Linked DNA regions of Danio rerio: regions 1 and 2 are each linked to region 3. A link is a contact called in public HiCAR-type and HiChIP or PLAC-seq data. All regions are on one chromosome and are shown on one strand. The core of a region is the stretch at or near the end of the contact, and the rest is flanking DNA. Distances in the headings are between cores, read along the strand shown.

What was found. HiCAR-type assays count read pairs that join an accessible place to other places. HiChIP or PLAC-seq counts read pairs in DNA pulled down with a chosen protein or histone mark.
Region 1: a contact with region 3 is called in an H3K4me3 HiChIP or PLAC-seq map of embryo, with 5 times the contacts expected there. The contact joins the promoter of ppm1bb here to the promoter of six2b in region 3. A contact is called at or near these places in 1 of 18 Hi-C or Micro-C datasets (hematopoietic stem cells) and 1 of 4 datasets of contacts at active chromatin or transcription factors (embryo).
Region 2: a contact with region 3 is called in a HiCAR-type map of caudal fin, with 6 times the contacts expected there. The contact joins the enhancer-like site here to the promoter of six2b in region 3. A contact is called at or near these places in 6 of 18 Hi-C or Micro-C datasets (caudal fin, embryo, hematopoietic stem cells and 2 more) and 1 of 4 datasets of contacts at active chromatin or transcription factors (caudal fin).

Annotation. Positions count from the first base shown.
Region 1 is chr12:27,219,713-27,222,779 of GRCz12tu, forward strand. It overlaps ppm1bb (protein phosphatase, Mg2+/Mn2+ dependent, 1Bb), which reads left to right and starts at 1,532. Exons shown (of 6, transcript NM_001007313.1): 1 at 1,532-1,865. LOC103911924 (a long non-coding RNA gene) reads right to left here and starts at 1,321. Exons shown (of 4, transcript XR_663065.5): 1 at 1,238-1,321.
Region 2 is chr12:27,198,981-27,201,818 of GRCz12tu, forward strand. No RefSeq gene overlaps it. Among named protein-coding and RNA genes, the nearest start is that of ppm1bb, 21 kb to the right of the region's middle. Within about 2 kb of position 1,256, at least 7 of the 62 cell types and tissues checked have an H3K27ac peak or open chromatin away from gene starts, as enhancers often do.
Region 3 is chr12:27,399,009-27,401,813 of GRCz12tu, forward strand. It overlaps six2b (SIX homeobox 2b), which reads right to left and starts at 1,396. Exons shown (of 2, transcript NM_001128734.1): 1 at 762-1,396. The coding sequence starts at 1,321.

The DNA.
Region 1 (3,067 bases), core at 282-2,781, 180 kb before region 3:
AAAGAAATGTGGACATTTTTTTGTGTGGTAATATTTGGACTGCGAAAGGTCTAACAAACCTGTGCTATAAAACACAAACTTGCTATAAGTCAGTGGTCACCAAACTTGCAGATTTTAGCTCCAACCCTAATCAAACACACCTAAAAAAGCTAATCAATGTCTTGCTAGGTATACTTGAAACATCCAGGCAGGTGTGTTGAGGCAAGTTGGAGCTAAACCCTGCAGCGACACTGGCCCTCCAGGACCGAGATTGGTGACCCCTGCTATAAGTGATGAAGGAATGTGGAAATGAAAATGTTACTGTTTACTACTGAAATCCCAAAGGTCCACCTAAAAAAGACAATGAATCTATTGTGTTCTACTTCCTGATGAAGATTTACTCCTAGCTAAATTTAATTTGCCCATATAATTGCATATAGCTAAGCTTTTGTCTTGCCCTAAACCAAGATGCAACCAGTAGAACTGGTCTAATTGCATCTGAAAGAGCAATTATAAAAATCCCATGATTAAACTAAAAGGTACAGTGTTAGAGTTAAAGTAAAAAAAAGAAACAAATATTTATACAGGATATGAGACATCCCATTTGGTGTCCACATGAAAGTAAATTTATAGAAGTAAATACAGAGAAAGCATATAAAATGTGAGCAATGTATATTTTAACGTTTCAAATAGCTTTTGTAAAAAATAGGGTGAATTAATGTTCCATCGTCATTTAATGTACCAGATTTATTTATGTAAACGTACTTGTAATCTGTAGCCTAATAATTAATCATACTGCATTTTATTATTATAATGTATTTTTATTAACAACTTCTACCTGAGAAACGTTAAGGTTTGAAGGATAACTACTATGTATGAAGAATTAAAATGATAGTTAATATTTTAGAGCTGCACTTTAATATTAGTATAAAACAATGTAGCTAAAATTAAATAAATAAAATACATAAATAATTAGTTCTGACCCCTATCAGTTCAGCTGTTCTGTGTGATGTTAAGGCTTTATATTTCGGATCATAGTTAATGTATACTTCACAATCACTGTATTTTACTTCAATTACATTGTTTTATGCTGTATTTTAAATAATTGTGTTCTTGATAGGTAAAAAATAGTTTAAAATCATTCCTCATACACATGCACACACATAAAACTATAGTATAAGAACTAAATAATGATTATAGAATTAGCAATAATTACAATATAACATCAATATTTCCAACCAACGGTTAAATTACTAACCTAATGGTGTTTTATTGCTGTCATTAAAAATACGTCGCCCCAAACATGACCCTTGTGTCCCCCTCGAGACGGACGCTGCGATGCGTTTTGTGCGTAAAACAAACTACAGTTCAAGCTTCGTGACGGTAAATGACAAACCGAGAGCCAATCAAATCGCGGGATTGGCCATATGTAGCCTTAGCTGTCAGCGAAATAATCCAATTAGCAAACACGCCTTGTAGAGCTTCGGCCAATCATCGAGCCACTTGAAGAAATTATCCCTCCCCTCCATCAAGACGCACAAGACTCTGAACCGAAGGATATCTTGGCCTCCCTACAGAAGCTGATTATTCGGATCTATGTAATGATTTATCCCACACCATGATCACATATTGATACGAGATTTAGACAGATTCAGCCAATAAGTGGACAGATTTGTTCAGGGAACATCAGCGTTGGCGTCAAACATGCGCAAAAATTCACGCTATCAAAGCAGAGAATCGCCGTGAACGGAATGATCGCTTCTCACGTGAAGTCACTCTGATTGTTTGTTTTTAAAGGAAGCGACAGGTATATCGACCCCGAAAACACCCGCAGCCGAGAGTCCGAAGTGGGAACGACCGCTGACATCCGCAGAATATCTGGAAATGTAAGTATGGGGTCGTGTGGGCCTCGGGTTTGCTCGACGAGTGCTCGTGCTAAGCTAACCAGCGCGAGCCTGCGCGTGATTTCATTGCTAAGTACGAGGCTTGTTGTGTAACGAGCGGACTGACACATTAGCGAGGCTCTAACGACATTAGACTGACATTAACGCCCACTTCTCCGTTTTGATATAACAAAGAAACGCTGTTGTTGTTGTTGTTATTGTGTGTGGCTTCGGAGTTTTATTGCTTTTGTTTGTCCCGTAGCGGCGACAGACAAACAAGTGCGCGTCACAAATAATCCCGTCGGCTCGTGCTTACTGTTAGGAAGAATTCAGTACATTATGTAATCACCTCTCCTTCTGTTTCTCTGACATGTTTAAAGCTTTTCCCTCTCACATTTGACGCTTCGTTTGTCCTTTTAACCTACAACTGTGTTGGCTCATGTTAGCCTTTCCATGCATTGTGGTAGCTGCTTACTTTTGCCTTATTGTATTTCAGCTGAGATTCACGCTGAGCTATTGTCGTTGAGGCTGTTGATACATTGCAAGGTTTGCTAAATAGCTAGTATTTGCTGCAATACAAGAAAATGTGATTCATACTTTGTTAAATTCACATCAATTCACTTCACGAGTAGCCAAAGATTGAATGATAGTGGCTATATAGTTGGAGACGTTTATAGATCTCTAACATTGTCTGCCTTCAAGAGTCACTCTTGTTTTGTGGCATTTGCACATTCATTTTATTTCCTGATGCAGATTGTTGGAAAAGCATATAATTTCTGTTGATTTTTTTTTTCATCTCCACACTTTTTTTAACAGTAGAATTAAACCCCACTTGGGGCTACTGTTTATGGGCTTATTGCTGTATTTTAAATTTTTTTAGACAGACATGGTCTTAATTCATTTAAAAGTTTTAGATTTGCTTCTTTTTCAATTTGTATTTAGAAAAGATACATCGTTGATCAAAATTGGCAGTAAAGACAATTGTGATGCTATAGACCAACTCAAACTTTGACACTGAGTTCATCTGCTGAGAGATTAAAGGTCTGATTATAACTGTAGATAAAATGCTTTGGTCATCACTTGTTAAACCGATCGTACAACAGCAGACGTGACGACAGCAGTTAACGCACTTTCTTTATCGTGATTGTACACTGAGTGAAACTTTGACCCAGTCTGCCTTTCAGGGAAAGTGCTGAGCTTGCAGT
Region 2 (2,838 bases), core at 6-2,505, 200 kb before region 3:
GAACACAATTCTTTTGGAATGATGATGAAGGTTTTCATTTTAGAGTGAACTAACCCTTTAAACTGAATATATTATATAACAAGACTTTTTTTACTCTAAGCTATTGATTTTTGTCCTTTCTGACACATTTTATGCCAAAAAAGGAGAAGAACATGATCAAATTTAGGCAGGATGCAAAACTGTTTTTCCCATATGAGCATCAAGGTCCAACGTTTCTGAACCTCCTAACTGTAAAAGCCTCATCTGCAGCAATTTCTTCTCCTTCAGGAAAAAAAGACAGACACACACACAGAAACCAGTGGTCGCTCCATGGCAGAGGCCTGCATATATTTGAGTGGAAACATTCACTATAGAGCTTCAAAAAGAGGGAGCAATGAGGAGAACGACTGGCTTAAAGATAAAAGGAGTGACTATGAGAAAACAATGGACCTGTCCAAAGAGCAAACAAACTTTCACCTTCTATTCAGGTTTGGATGATTTCTACCAAATGTCTTTTTTTGTATGTGACCCCAACATGCCGCCTCTCCAGACAAACCCACAATCAGCCTAAAATCAGCCTATATTACAGAGAGGAAAATACAAAGGGAAAAACAACCTGAAACGGACGGACGGACGGACGGACAGACAGACATAGGTATGTGTGTGTGTGTGTGTGTGTGTGTGTGTGTATGTATGCGTGTGAACATATGGATACTTTCTCATATCATATATGGAAGTGTATTTGTGTGTTCCCACCAACTCAAGCGAAGCCTTGGATGAAGATGGGATTATGATTGAGATCATTTGCAGTGTGCGGTTACAGGCAGTGTTTTCCGGTGAGGAGGCACACTCTCTTGCTGTTTCATTTATTATGCAAATGAAGGCTTCTTTCAGAACAATGAGAACGGCCACAGAGGGGGGCATCATCTGGGTCATGCTGGGTTTTAAAGCTCTTGCTTTTGTTTGCTGTTTGGCATAGCCTTTCTCCATCAGAGGGTCATTAAACAGTAAAGTAGGACATACCGGAGCTCCACCGCAGAGGAAGATGAGCGGCCCGCTGGAGCTCTGCCCAGGTGCTTGAGTGGATGGTTAGAGATCATTCAATTAGCACATGGAGAATTTCATGTAAATCAGTGCTGACATTGTCATCGGGAGCCTCTGAGCTGAGAGGGTGACGGTGTGTGTTCCTGACATTCAGGCGCAGATGCTATTAACCCTCAGCCTGTGCTGCTTCAGCTGTGCTCCTGCTAAGAAGTGCCCATCGCTGCATCTCCCCCCCACAAACTGGTCCAGTGAGGCACATTAAACCAGGGTGACAGGTCTGCTGGTCCACAGCCAGGCTAATGGCTACACCGCCTGTGAGCGCAATGCTTTACGCAGAGTGTGTGAAACGCTCAAAACATCCTCCTGTGAGCATCTGAGTCGCCGTCACGCTGAAGTGTTAAAGGGGTAGTTCACATAAAAATATACATTGGCTGTTAATTCACTCACCCTCAGGATATCCAAGAATTTTATTTTTGATTCATTATTCATTTTCCTTCGGCTTAGTCCCTTATTTATCAGGGGTCGCCACCGTTGTCAACTATTCCTGAACCACAACCCAGTACAGGGAAACACCCATACACTCTCACATTTACACACACTTATACATTATGACAAATTTTATTTACACTTTCACCTGTAGCGCATATCTTTACACTGTGGAGGAAACTGGAGCACCAGGAGGAAACCCAAGCGAACATGCAAACCTCACACAGTAATGCCAACTGGCCCAGCCGGGCTTCGAACCATTAACCTTCTTGCTTTTGGTTCGTTGTGATTCATAAAATCACAAAAAAAGTATACTGGGTATAGGGAAAATGAAATTAATACCCCAAACCCTTTTTTTCCTGCATGGGTTAAATCTTATTTTGCTTCCTGTTTCCACATTGTCTCCATGGGTGTTTGTAGGTCTGTGACAGGAGCTGTACAGGGGTCCCTTAGGGCTTGGTTTTTGGCCCTCTGCTTTTTAATGTTTATTTCTGTGATTGCTCGGCCTTCATTACTATTTTTAAGCCACCAAAATCAAAATGTTTAGTATGGGTTGTCATTCAGACTGTATTTCTCAGATTAAGACATGAATGAATGAGCATTTCTTCGATAAGTTAAAACTAAAGACATTCTTATCAGTTGCCACAATCAATTTTATTTTGTGCCCCAGGGCTCAGTTTTGGGCCCTCTGCTTTTTAAATTTTATTTTTTCACTACTTGGTTTTGTGATTGCTTATTATTTTAACAACCACATTTATCATTCATTTATTTTATTTTCGGCTTAGTCCCTTTATTAATCAGGGGCCGCCACACGGAATGAACCACCAACTTATCCAGCACATGTTATACGCTACGGATTCCCTTCCAGCTGCAACCCATCTCTGAGAAACACCCATACACTCTCATTCACAGACATACAGTACGGACAATTTAGCTACTGTAATCCAATTCACCTGTACCGTATGTCTTTGGACTGTGGGAGAAACTGGAGCACCCGGAGGAAACCCATGCGAACACGGGGAGCACATGCAAACTTCACACAGAAATGCCAACTGAGCCAGCCAAGGCTTGAACCAGCAACCTTTTTGCTGTGAGGCGACATCACTACCCCCTGCACCGCCACACCACCCAACCCACATTTTATACATTAAAAAATCTTTGATATCTATTATGATTCCTGAGATTAAGACATGGATGAACGATCATTTCCTCTTCCTATAGTGGCAAAATGGAAGACAAGTCTTTTGTTGTCCCTCAGGTCTCAGTTTTTGGGCCTTTTAGTTTTTCATGTTTCTTTTTCAATATTTGAGTATTTTTTTGTGATTGCTT
Region 3 (2,805 bases), core at 146-2,645:
TTAAAATTGCAAGTGCAAACAGCTGGGTCATGCATAACTAAATATACCAAATAAAAGACAACTAAATATACCTAATAAAATATATGGTAACTTTTGTTTTTTACCTTTAGGGTGATATCAAAAGTTTGAGCAAATGCTTTTAAACTCTAACAGTCCAATAAGAATTAGCCACTAAACTGCCAAAACTTAAAATACTTACGTTTCCTTGTAAGATCAGGCTGAACAGTCATATGCCTATTAAAGATCTCCGACTGACGGAAATCCTTTCTTTAGCTCCGTTTATACCGATGATTTGCTAAATTTATGTAGTTTTTACAAAGAAAGCTCATAGCTACATTTTTCACGTCGGCTATACAAGATTTCGAAGATATGCAGATGTCATATTAATGTAAATGTTGTTTTTAAATAGTTTTTAAATTTTGTATAATCACCTGAAACAGTTGCCCTAATAATGTCACCAATTATACTAATTTATAAAATGCCATGTCATATCTAAATATTTTATTTTAAATTGAGTTGTTTTCAAAGAGTTTTTCTAATGTACATTTTTAAACCAATACATTTAATAACCTAAATACCATACTGATGTCATCAAATGCGGTTAAAGCGTAATTATTTTGTTATGTATTAAATTGTTTTGTAATTATTAGGCTATTTACCTAAAATACTTATAGCTTTTATAAATGCATGCATTTTTTATGTATAAACATGATAATTTTGGTGAACAGTAAAAAGCGAAAAGCCTCAATAAGTTCTCCTACCTTTCTTTGGCTTCAGCGGCACGATCCCTCTGCCTTCTGTTCTTGAACCAGTTGCTGACCTGAGTCGTGGTGAGACCCGTGGCCTCGGCCAGTTCTCTCTTCTCTCTCGGGGAAGGGTATGGGTTGTGGGTGTACCACTCTTTAAGCACACACCGGCTCTTCTCCTTAAAACAGTAGCTGGTCTCCTCTCCATCCCAAATGCTGCGAGGCAGTGGGAATTTTCTGCGCACGCGGTATTTTCCCACTGCGCCCAAAGGACGACCGCGCAATTTCTCCGCTTCAATATAGTGAGCTTTCAGCCACAGCTGTTGAAGTTTAGGGTGGTTGTGCGGAGAAAACTGGTGGCTCTCTAATACTTTGTAGAGCTCCCTGAAGTTGCCTCGGTGGAAAGCTACTACTGCTTTCGCTTTCAATACGCTCTCGTTTTTGTGAAGGTGCTCACAAGCTGGTAAAGACCACAAAAATCGTCCAAGACGTTCGATACTTCCACCTTGCTGAAGGACCTCGCACACGCAGGCAACCTGCTCTTGGGTAAATCCAAAAGTTGGTGGCATAGACATAGCTAAGTGCAACGATGTCCTGTGCGTATCTTATCCACTCTTAACGTTGGTTTGAAGGCGAAATCCACTTGGGAAACTCATGCAATGATTCTTCCGCAACTAAAGAATTTCAGTTTTTGATATGCATTTCCATGAAAAAGTGCGATTCAAATCATCTTAAAGTAAAAAAAGAGAAAAATCAAGCAAAATAAGCAAAACACTTAAACAAGTTTGCGTAAGTGCTCAGTTACATTAGTTGCAATATCATGACGCGCTAATCATTTCATTTTTACGCGCTCTAGTCGTGCGCAATAGATTCTTTCCTCGACTGTCCTTAGCTATCAGCCCGCCCTCTAGATATCATATCTCTTACAGATTCGCCAGTGTGTAAGCACGGCAAGCGCATCCTCCTGGGGAGTCATACGGGCAAGTGTGGAGAGAAGTTGTGTAGCAGAAACTGACCCTGCCTCTTGGAGATAGAGTGGCACTGGATGTCATACCTCAGGGGAAGGAGTGCGCGCAACACACTCCATAAACAGACACTGTTGTATTACAATACCAAAATAATGGAAATGAATAGCTATTTAGTGAAAGCTTACTACTAAGTAAAGTTTTTGACCCTAAATGAGCTTTTTTATCTTTTTGAAAATACATAGTTTAATTTTACGATCCCTTGTTTGAATGGCAATGCACGGCGACACACGAATAACTAAAAAAAGAAGCATCAAAACAAGCAAAGAAAGGCATAAAGTAAATATGGCACACGTAGAGTAAATGTTTAAATGTCATTTCAAAAGAATCACTTTATTTGTGATGGATGGCGGGCACCGGAGGTTTGCTGGATTGATAGTTGTGACGAGAAGTCTCTGGTGTCGTGTATCTGACGAGTTATTTTGGAATGTAACGCGACTCCAGCGTACTTTTTCATCTGGACATTGTAATTCTAGCATTTGGTTCCAGCGGGACAGAGATATTTTTGCAAATTCGTTTTATGAGGTTCTAATATACTGCATGCCACCTTTACCGAGTCAGGAAAATAATTCGATGCTGGTTTGCATATGACAGCAAAACGTAAATAATCCTTTTTCGATTTCATAGGCCTATACAGCACGTTTATTTTACTTAATAATAATAATAATAATAATAATAAATTACTCTTATTTAGTATTATAATAATAGATAAACCTAATCTAAGATGTTATTTTGGTTTAGCAAATAGCTTTCCATTTTACAATATAGGGCCTATATATATATATATATATATATATATATATATATATATATATATATATATATATATATATATATATATATATATATATATATATATATTTATTTATTTATTTATTTAGATTAGAACTTTTATTGTTTCTAAGAGTGTTCTCAAAAATAAAAAATAACAGAAGTGAAAGAGCTAAGTAATATCTTTATTCATCATAAATATCTACGCAGAAATAAGTTGAGCTTGGCCTATGGAAATATACAGAAACAGTGGTCACGTATTT